3 separate regions of the Gossypium hirsutum genome follow, and regions 2 and 3 are each linked to region 1. Evidence: chromatin contacts called from public Hi-C data. All regions are on one chromosome and are shown on one strand. Each heading gives the region's core, a stretch centred on a gene start, on an enhancer-like site or on the middle of the called end of the contact. The rest is flanking DNA. Distances are from core to core; before and after follow the strand shown.

Region 1 (3,790 bases), core at 779-3,278:
GTTCACTTGACATTGCATTTGCAGTAAGAATTTTGAGAAGATATCAAAGCAATTTTAGGATAAGACCATTAGAGAGTTGCAAACAAAATGATGAGATATCTTCAAGAAACTAAAAACTACATACTTACATATAGGCAATTTGACATTATAGAAGCTGTTTGATATTAAAACTCATATTTAGCTAGTTATGTAGATTCTTGAAAATCAACATCTAGATATGTTTGTAAGTTTATTTAGAAGAAGAAAATTTGCATTGTAATACATCGAAGAAAGATTCGGTTAAATGAGAACTTACCACCATGATTCGTGTGAATCTATTCTTCTACTTAAATATATCATGTATAATACTACTATTGAGAATATTGTTATAAAATTCGGGTGAATGGGAGAATGCTAGAATATTTATTTATTAAATAAATATTTTAAATATATTAGTGGTCCTTAATTTTATAATGTAAAATTAAATAACTTTATATGTTTAGGATAATTATTTATGGAATTTTTTAACTTTGGGAGATTAAATAGGGTGTGAGAGAGTTTGATAGTAACTACTCATCCATATCTCATTCAAAAAAAGTTTTATGTGATTTAATAACTACTCTTCCATATCTCATTCATTATCTCTAAAAAGATAATGTGAGTTTTTTTTTAGAGAGTTTTCAAATGTTTTGGATAAGCACAATCTTTTAAACAATTTTACATTAATTAATGTTATGGATGGAAGTTAATTCATTATTATTTTTATTTTTTTCCCAAGAGAAGTTGATATTTAATTTTTCAACTTTTATATATTTATATGTTTGTTTATTTGGATCTTACAACTAGAATCTAAGAAATTCTGAGTTAATTACAAATGTATATTAAATACTATTGAGAAATTAATTAAAAATTAGTTATTTAATAATAAACTATTAATTTAAGGGTTAATATTTGGTAAATAATGTATTTTTTTTATTTTACAATCAGCTTTAAAATTTTACTATGAATTTTTCAATATCTTTTTAATATATTTCTATAAAATATTTATCAACTTTCGACGTTACTTGTTAAGTTTAACAATTCTATTTTTTAAATTAATATTTTTTTATAAAAGAACGTACTTTTATTTATTTTAAAAAATAAAAAATAAATAAAATAATTTAACCCTCCATTAGATATTTCTTTTGTAAAAACACCGACATGGTATTAAAAAAGAGAATAAAATGATAAAAAAGGGGACAGAGAGGCAGGATTTAGGCCGTCCTGGTTAAAAGGGATAATAACACTTCTAACCCCTTGTATTTATGCTACCTTTACTCGGTTATGTGTGTTAAAAAAAAAAGAACAAGAAAAAGGAAATCATTGTCCGAACTTAGGCCTTCAACAAACCAAATCAAAGCAGTTTAACCTCAATAGCTTTCTGTATCAATATACAAGTTGTCTGATACAGATATTTTATGATCATTTACATTAACCACCATTTGATTTTATGATTTCCCATCCTACGCTCCATATTAGTTGATGTGCAACTTGATTATCAATCACCGCCTCTTTAAACGTAAATCTGGATCCGTATGGGGGCATGGGACCCACCCCTTCACCTTTTTTTTCTTTTTTTCCTTATCAATTCCTAACCTTTCTTTCTTAGCGCGTGGGTCCCCCTTTGCTCTCTCTTCTCCCAATGCGTATTAGCGCACCGTTTTTATTAACACCGGAACCGAACCGAACGAATCGACCCCGGTCTTTTTTAATAACACCAAAATATAAGGTCTAAATGTTCTCTCAGTCCCTGTAATTTTTTGAACTTTAATCACTTTATGTCTTTAATACTATTAGTTGGTTTATAAATTTTTTTTAAATATCATATGTACCTATTAATAATATCATGGATTGGACTTCGGTTTTCAATTCAAATAATGATTATATTTTAAAATGAAATAATAGAGACTAAATTGTAAAAAGTTGAAGAATACAGGGACTGAGGTTATATTTAAACTAAAACATAAGGAAGATTAAAAATAAAGCGAGATCTCTGTGTTTCTTGTAATTAGGAGACTTAGATTGTATTTATAAACCCAAAACTAGGATTCACGACAAATTGAAAGACAAAAGATAGAGTCGAAATTTGGGATTCTTTTATCCCAATCAATCCCTATTTATATAATTAAAACCCTTTTCTCTTTAAACCTTGTTTTCATGGTGATCGTTCTTCTTCGAGTTTAATATTATCGAAGATTTCTTTTGGAGGAAAGCAGGTTTTTTTTTTCTTAAAAACTTTTCAGTGTTTTATTGACACGTCTCTCCCTTTCCTTCCCTTCCAAGCTCTGAAAATCTCCCTTCCATCATTTAATTCTCTTTTCTTTGAGATCTTCACCCGCTGATTTCATCTATTCATGCGATTGGTAACTCATCTGACACTTCTTTCCTTCCTTCCATCATGGGTTTATATTTTTCCTTCTGATTTAAAGATTCTTTTTTTTTCAATTTTTACTCAAATCAGCTCTTAGCTAGTTTAAGTCCACTGATCTTTGGTCCCCATCATTGGATGCTTATGATTTTGCAGGTTACTATTTTAAAAAAATGGCACTGAAACCGAATTCAGCGGATGGTAGAACAAGGAGTTGGGTGCAGATATTTATCGTTTTTGGATTATGTTGTTTTTTCTACATATTAGGAGCATGGCAACGAAGTGGTTTCGGCAAAGGGGATAGCATAGCTCTAGAGATAACCAAACACGGCGCCGATTGTAACATCATCCCGTCGTTGAACTTCGAAACCCATCACGCCGGCGAAGTGGGGAACGTCGGTGAATCCGAAAAGATCAAGTCTTTTCAGCCCTGCCCTCCTCGTTACGTTGATTACACGCCTTGCCAAGATCAAAAGCGTGCCATGACTTTCCCCAGGGACAACATGATCTATCGGGAGAGGCATTGTCCCAGGGAGGAAGAGAAGTTGCATTGTCTTGTCCCGGCACCTAAAGGATACGTGACCCCGTTTCCTTGGCCTAAGAGTAGGGACTATGTGCCTTATGCTAATGCTCCCTATAAGGCCTTGACGGTAGAGAAGGCTATTCAGAACTGGATCCAATATGAGGGTAATGTATTCAGGTTCCCTGGTGGAGGAACGCAGTTCCCACAAGGTGCGGATAAGTATATTGATCAGCTTGCTGCTGTGATCCCGATTACGAACGGGACTGTAAGGACTGCACTTGATACCGGTTGTGGGGTATGTCATACTGTCATGTTCTTCAAAGTTTTTCAGATGATCTATTGATTTGTAGCTTTGAGGATCTGTTTTAGGTGTATAAATCTTAAAAATTGGTTCCTTTATATAGGTTGCGAGTTGGGGGGCATATTTGTGGAGTAGAAACGTCCTTACCATGTCATTTGCGCCAAGAGATTCACATGAAGCACAGGTTCAGTTTGCCCTTGAAAGAGGTGTTCCTGCTGTTATTGGTGTTCTTGGGACCATAAAAATGCCATATCCATCCAGAGCTTTTGATATGGCTCATTGTTCTCGTTGCTTGATTCCATGGGGAGCAAATGGTGAGTCATATGCTCAAACCGAGTGTTCCTTTGAGATTTGTCCTTTGAGGTGTTGTTTTAGTGAAGATTTGTCGTAGTAGATGTTAAGTGATGGATGACTGATTATGGATTTGTCTAAATTGCAGATGGCATGTATTTGAAGGAGGTTGATCGTGTTCTTAGACCAGGTGGTTACTGGGTACTTTCTGGTCCACCAATCAATTGGAGGAACAATTACAAAGCATGGCAGCGTCCCAAGGAGGAGCTTGAGGAGGAACAGCAAAAGA
Region 2 (3,790 bases), core at 819-3,318, 200 kb after region 1:
ATTTTTCAAAGAATCAGTGGTGAGTCAATTTAGAAATTTTATTGGAAGATTCTTGGAGTATGACACAAAACAATTATCTTGGGATTTTAAAAACTATTTGCGTATCCAAGTATAAATTGACGTCTATAAGCCATTGAAAAGACGAAAGAAAATTATGAATTTTTTTTTGTCAAATTTTATATATGCGAAAATCAAATATGAAAAATTAACCCTTTTTTGCTTCTTATGTGGTTGTCTAGGTCATGGGGATAATTTCTGCCTAGTGATATTACATCACGACATGCATGAGACAGAGATGGGGTGGGATTGAACGCTGTGTGCACAGTCGAGAAGAGCTACAACAATGAATAGCATTTGGCTAAGGGAGGAAGGAAATGGGAGTTTTTTTTGGAAAGAATAGTGATGGATAGCAGGTTGGACAAGATTCAAGTCAAAATTACGGGAAAGAATCATGGTCTAATGTCAATCCTATATTGGGATTTAATTTGAAGGGATCTGCAATTAAAAAAATTTGATTGGGGTGGGATCCTCTAATATGTCAAGCCTGGTGATTATGGAGCGTGATTTGGATGATAACCCAATTAAAAATGTTGAGGGAAATAAGTGACAACGTTTTGATTTTTTTATCTCTAACGTTTCTAGGAATCAAGATTCGCTAGTGATCAATGATGGGCATATTGCCCATAATCAACAGTAATCGGCGGACAAAATGAAGATCTTATGTTGGAATATCCGCAGGTTGGGGAGTGCGCATGCAGTACGTAGACTTCAGCATATACTAAATATTTATAATCTCCAAATTGTCTTCTTTATAGAGAAAATTAGAAGGCGTTGTGGAATTTTTAATGGTGTTGATGTTCCTGCTGATGCTACTTACAGAGGGTTGAGTTTTGGATGGAATGGAAGATAGTTAGTTACTCTTAGGAGCTTATTGAGGAACTACATTGATGTTGAAATTCAGGAGAATAAGGAAAATACATGATGGAGGTTTATAGGCTTTTATGGGGCACCAGATGTGAGAGAAAAGGTTGAAACGTAGAACCTACTTCGGACATTGGGTAGGAATAGTGATTTACCATGGCTAGTTAGAGGAAAATTCAATGATATCCTCTACGTGCATGAAAAATAAGGAGGATTACTAAGAGAGGAAGATAGAATGGAGGAATTTCGTACGAACTTTAGAAGACTGCCAATTGGGGGATATAGGTTATTCGGGTCCATGGTTTACGTGAGAGAGGGGGAATGTGATAGAAAGGAGAATTAAGGAAAGAATTGATAGAGAGGTAGCAACTTCAGAATGGTTACAACTCTTCCCAGAATGTTCGCTAAGACATTTATCTTACTCATTCTTAGATCATTGTCTACTAATCCAAATGGAGTATGAGGGGTTGAGAAGAAGAAAGAGTAGGTTTTATTTTGAAGCTTGGCAGACTTTAAAAGAGACATTAGGGAGAAATCATAAGATGATGGGAAGAGAGTTCAGGTGGTTTTATGGATAAAATTGTGGCTCTCACTGTTGGAATACAAACTTGGGTAGGAAAAAAAAAGACAGGAAGTGAAGTAGTTAATGAAAAGATTAGAAGAATTGGATGACTATGACAGATCGGACGAAATTTTGGCTGAGTTGTGGATGTGAAATTACATTTAAAAATGGAGATGGAAAAGGAAGAAAGGTATTGGAAGCTAAAGTGAATTGGCTGAAAATGGGAGAACAAATACTTCATTTTTCCATAATCATGAATCTTAGAGATGGCGCATGAATCAAATAGGGGGTCTATAAAGGGAAGACGATACACTGACCTTTGATCTTCATGAGATGGAAGATATTGCTCGAAACTATTTTAAAAATTGTTTGAGACGAAAGGGGTTGGAAATCTTGAACATGTGCTGCCTGGGGTATCAACAAAAGCTTCGGGGACAAACAGCATTCCAGCACTTTTCTACCAGAAATTCTGGCAAATTGTTGGTAAAAATACTAGCTCTTTCTATTTGAATATTCTAAATAATGGAAATTCTTTGGAAGATCTAAATAAAACTAGTATAGTTTTAATACCAAAGATTTCTCATCCTTTTAATCAAAAAAACTTTTGCCCTATGAGTCTATGTACGGTGATTTATAAGATTATTGCTCAGACTGTTGCTAATCGCCTACAAAAGGTTATGGACTTTTGAGTTGATGATTCTTAGAAGAGCACTTTTGTGTCGGGTCAACTTATCACTAATAATGTGCTACTTGCGTATGAGGTGCTTTATGCATACAAAAACAAAAGAACATGAAGAAATTGTTTTATGGCTTTAAAACTAGACATGAGCAAAGCTTATGATGGAGTTAAATGGCCTTTCCTTAAAGGTATGATGTTGAAAATGGGCTTTGCATGTCCTTTTATTGATTTTGTCCTCCATTGCATTCGTACGGTGTCGTATTCTATCATGATTAATAATGAAGGGTAAGCTTTAAACCGTCTAGAGGGCTGAGACAAGTGGATCCCTTAAGCCCTTATCTATTCTTATTGTGAGGGGAGGGTTTATCGGCTCTTATGAGATTAGCAGGGCAAGAAGGGCAAATAGCAGGAGCAAGAGTTTGTCAAAATGCCGCTCCAAGTACTCATCTTATGTTTGTGGATGATTGTATACTTTTTAGAGAGGTCACGGAGAGGAGGGTTAATGTAATAAAAAATATTCTTTGTGAATTTGAAGTCTGCTCGGGTCAGTGTGTTAATTTTGAAAAATCCATTACTTTCTTTAGCGCGCTAATGTAACTGGCCAGGATAAAGATATGGCACCTCAAGTACTTAATGTTCATTGCTCTACAGATCTAGAAAAGTACTTGGGATTACTAAATATGGTATGTAGAGGAAGGAGGGTGGTGTTTCAAGGTTTGAAAAATAGATTGAAGCAGAAGATAAACAGCTTGAATAACAAGCATCTTTCACAAAGAGGAAATGAGATGTCTATCAAAGTTGTGCACATATACGATGCTTTGTTTTATAATGCCAAAATCCCTCTGTGTGATACTGGAGAATATCATAGGGAATTTGTGGCAAAAAAGTCAAGGGAAGCGGGAGATACATTGGTGGGATTGGAGGACTTTGTGTGCTATTAAGGAATACGGTGACATAGGTTTAGAAGTCGATCGAAATTTAATGTGGCGTTATTAGCCAAGCAGGGTTGGCGTTTGATATGTAATCCTAATTCGTTATTGGTGCGCACGTTAAATGCCAAATATTTTAAAGATACAAATTTTTTGAATTCCAGTTTAGGTAATCTACCTTCTTTTACCTAGAAAGTCTGTGGGCTGCAAAAGGGCTCTTTCAGATTGGGTTAGGCTGACGGATTGAAGATGGAATGAAAGTCTCAATTTGGAAGGATGCTTGGGTTCCTGGAAGTGGAGAATCCAAAGTGCAGTATACTGGAAACAAGTCGAGTTTGAACAAAGTAGTAGATCTTATTGATTCAAGAACAATAAGATGGAAAACTGATTTGATTGAAAATACCTTTACAGAGGTAAATGCTGGAAGAATTTTGTGCATTCCTCTATTGATGAAATCGCACGAAGACCACATTATCTAGCCTGGGGAGGCTACGGGGAATACTCAATTCGTAGTGGTCATAAACTATGTACATAATCCTATGCTGACAAATTACAAACAGTTTTAGAAGCGGCTTTGGAACTTAGATCTACCCTCAAAAGTAAAAATTACAAGTTGGAGAATTTCATGTAATTTTTTGCCTACCTTCAACAACCTGCACTAGAGAAGATTGGCTGGATCTACAAATTGCCCAAGATGCC
Region 3 (3,790 bases), core at 373-2,872, 170 kb after region 1:
GAAGCCATATATAGGTGTCCTCATGGGAAGCTTTGAAGTTAGTCCAATAGTTGTATTCATACAATATCACATAACTACACTAACAATAGTAATCATTGTTGATACAATATAAAAGAGCAAAGGTTGAAGTTTTCTTGAGGATGGAAAAAGTAATCTTAATTGAAGAGATGGTAATCACTAGTTTTGTAGTAGTTAATGTGATTTTTGTTATTGGTCAAGAAAGATGTTTAGACATGATGATGGATATGGTAATCAAAACTAGGGCCAACATGGTATAGTATAACTACATTATAAGCAACTTAATAACTTGAATTTCTATGTTAATCATTTAGTTAAATTAAAAGATAATACAATTCCTCATGTTTGGATATTGATTTCAGTGCATGCAAAAGGGGAAAATTGAGATAATTTTGGCCCCGTGATTCTATGATCAAATTTAGTGTTTGATCAAATTGATTAATAAAATAATTTTTAAAAATTAAGGTCAAATATAAGTAACATATTGAATTTTTTTTTATTTTAGTATCTAATTGAGACCTTATTTATATATATATATATATAAAATAAAATTGAAGCTTCGTCAGTCACTACTCACTGATTAAACTGTTGAAAGGTAAAAATAAATAGTAATTACGAAACCATTGATTGGGTCATTTAGCATGAGAAGGGCTTTGGTTTTGATAACATGATGAAGCATCGGCCTATTTGGTTAGACTAAAATTGACTCGCTGGGTTTTTTAATTAGAGCTAGTCTATGCTAATAGTCCGTAAGTTCCCACCCATTTTTCAAACATTTCATTTAAGTTTTACAATATTTATTTGTATATTTTATTATCAATATAATTAAAAAATTAAATTTAAATGCAAATCCTAAACTTATATCTTTAAAAAAACCTAAAAAAGAAGAAGAATATTGGACCATATGATTTCGAGATTAAGTGATTTGATAATAACATAATTTTTTATATCACTTTACTAATGACTCTTTGGGTCCATTTAAATTAAAATATTTATAAACATAAAATAAATAAAGAAAACCTTTCTAGTAGGACATAAGGGACCGCAATTTTACTTTTTTTTTTATTTAAAAAAATGTTTACCCAATGCGTTTAAAATTTTTGAATAATTCGTTCTATTTTGATGACTAAAATTTTAATTTATTTTCCTGTTGACTTGGACTTGGGCCTACTATTCCAGGACCTCTTGAATCCAATAAACGCTCCCTTCCCACGAAATTCTTCCTTTTCCAGTTGATGTGCTGCAACATTGCTTCATATAAGAATATGCTTAAATTGACACTTTGCAAACTTTGTAGAATGGTCTTTCCATTAATCATATAGGTACTGATTACTAACTTAATTTCCTTTTTGGATTGTTCGGACATTTAATTTCATAGAAGGCTCGATTGGGTAGCCAGAGATTCTAACTCTCCTCTTGTATTATCTCAGAAATACCTTCATGCAACCAGATTTGCCTGCAATTTGTTTTTTAACATTATAGTGGTTATATAAGAAAGCCAAATAGTTAGTTATGTTACTGTCCATGTGAATTGATGGCCAAGATACTCCCTAGTTTCTCCCAAACTCCTTTTGCAAAACTATAGTCTATATACCATGAATCACATAACTGAAGCCAAATCCCTCACGTAGCTTACAATCACATAATTTGGACCACATACACCAATGAATACCATGCCTACCATGAGACTTTTGCCACCAGAATCTATTAATAATGGACTAAATCTTTACAATAAGAAAAACTTATTGCATGAGAGTAATTTGAATTAAGTATGTATATACCATTTTTTTTTATTTTTTATTTTTGAGTAAGTAGCTATGTAGAAAGCCATATATTAATTTGAAATTTTTATATTTAAACATCTTTTAATAAACATTGAAGATTATTAAGTGTAAAAAATTTATCTCCAATATATTTAACAGTATCAACTCTAAAATTGTAAATAGTGAATTACATTTATGCTTTTAATAATTTTTAAAATTATCTATTCATCCTAAAATAAAAATTAATTACTTTTATTACTATTAACAATTTAACATAAATGTCCTTTTTAGAGTGAAATTCCTTAATTGATTATTTAATTTTTATATTTACGTTGATAAAATAGAATTTCTTTATTAAACTAAAATATCAATTGATATTTTAGTTTGTCCTTATTGAAGTAAAACTCTTCTAATTAATATTTTTATTAAGTATTATATAATTTTATTTTTAATTAATTTAGTAAACTTAAATATTAAGAAAACACACTATACACACATGCAATCTTAGATATCCACAACTATCACACCCAAAACCAAACCAATGGACAACAGACAAGAATTCAAACAAACTTCAACAATTAAGAATGAAAATAAGAATTGTATCTATAAGTCTAAATTTAACTAATTAGCTTTCCTAACGTAAGCATGATAAAAAATCATCAACAAGCAATCATCATACACAAAATCTCTCTGGTAACGACACTAACAACTTGATCGTGCCTCGGTGTGCATAAAACGAGCAGAGAAATTTGCAAACAAACAAAATAAAGTGAAATGAAGTGCGATGTTTACTACAAGTGTCACAGGTCAGTTGTAATATTTATAAATGTTTACAATGTAACATTGAGTATCCTAAGGCTCGAACCTAAAGGAGATAGGCTAACAAAATTGATCAACGACCAAGCATGCAAACATGAGAGTCTAGTTAGCTATTCTATAAATAGCATAGTACGACAACTCATAAAGAGAGAAATTAAGCTAATGACTAAATTATAAGGACTAAATTATAAATAAACCAATTTCTCAAGTTAAAAAAATAGACAATCAATATGTTTAATTAATATCGATGTTAATGGTGAATTCCTAGTTTAGGGAGCTAGAACGCCTAATTTTCCTAAATAGTCTAATTTACCTCTCGGACACCATTTTACCCAATTAAGCAATTTAATCCAATTTACCTCTCAGCCTCACTAGATTAAATTGATTTAATCGAATTGATCCACAATAGAATCTCCTTTCGATCTCACCTATCTAGATAGTCCCTTAGAGTCGTCAATTCTAGGTTTTCAATTTAGTTCAAATTTTACAATCTAGTCCCTAAACATGAAATTAACCAATTAACACTTCAAATAATCCATCATAAATTGAATTATTTAAGACCCATTATCAATTCAAGGAACCCAATCAATTTCATGCTAAATCAAACAAGAAAATAATATAAATTAGTTTGAGTTTGCAAATGCTCAAAATAATTAACGAAATCCTTGAATCGATAAAGGTTTGATGCTTTGATTCCAGGAATATTGAAGACCCAATTGTTAAAATGCAAAATCAAATGAACAAAATATGAAAAAGCTAATAAAATCTTAAGGAAATGACAAAGGTACAAAGAGGTCCCTATACCTTTGCTGAGAAAAGCAAAGTGTAGTAGAAAATTCCAAAAATTACTCTAAGAATCTAACCTAAAAGGTCTAAGTACTAAAATCGATATGGAAAAAGTGTTATAAAGTATCATTTATAGTTTGACACCATTTGACCTATAAAGGAAGATTTTGCCCTCATTGAAAATCTGACTTAAAAACTTGTTGGACTAAAAAATGCCCTTTAGAAATTTTCCTCATCAAGGTCTGGTGTTGTGACATTAACATGTTGGTCTTGCAACACCTTTAACAATCAACTTTGTTGATGGTTTCTCTATTCAATGTCACAAAAATAGCCTTTTAGTGTTGCAATATTGTCTTTAGCCAGCTCAACTTCTTTATCTTTAGGGGTTGTGGTCAGTGTTTTGA

What was found. A called contact is a pair of places that touch in the nucleus more often than the background predicts.
Region 2: a contact with region 1 is called in a Hi-C map of anther, with 9 times the contacts expected there. The contact joins the enhancer-like site here to the promoter of LOC107957351 in region 1. A contact is called at or near these places in 17 of 34 Hi-C or Micro-C datasets (anther, callus, cotyledon and 4 more).
Region 3: a contact with region 1 is called in a Hi-C map of leaf, with 2.4 times the contacts expected there. The contact joins the enhancer-like site here to the promoter of LOC107957351 in region 1. A contact is called at or near these places in 5 of 34 Hi-C or Micro-C datasets (cotyledon, fibers, hypocotyl and 1 more).

What each region holds. Positions count from the first base shown.
Region 1 is chrA05:44,614,588-44,618,377 of Gossypium_hirsutum_v2.1, reverse strand. It overlaps LOC107957351 (probable methyltransferase PMT2), which reads left to right and starts at 2,028. Exons shown (of 7, transcript XM_041112441.1): 1 at 2,028-2,381; 2 at 2,543-3,204; 3 at 3,314-3,524; 4 at 3,650-3,790. The coding sequence starts at 2,560.
Region 2 is chrA05:44,419,324-44,423,113 of Gossypium_hirsutum_v2.1, reverse strand. It overlaps LOC107960083 (a long non-coding RNA gene), which reads right to left. Exons shown (of 4, transcript XR_001701090.2): 3 at 3,495-3,790; 4 at 1,119-3,409. Among protein-coding and RNA genes, the nearest start is that of LOC107960083, 3.0 kb to the right of the region's middle. Within about 2 kb of position 2,068, at least 3 of the 9 cell types and tissues checked have an H3K27ac peak or open chromatin away from gene starts, as enhancers often do. A contact at or near this core is called in cotyledon, where this site is marked.
Region 3 is chrA05:44,446,478-44,450,267 of Gossypium_hirsutum_v2.1, reverse strand. No RefSeq gene overlaps it. Among protein-coding and RNA genes, the nearest start is that of LOC107961504, 13 kb to the right of the region's middle. Within about 2 kb of position 1,622, at least 2 of the 9 cell types and tissues checked have an H3K27ac peak or open chromatin away from gene starts, as enhancers often do. A contact at or near this core is called in leaf, where this site is marked.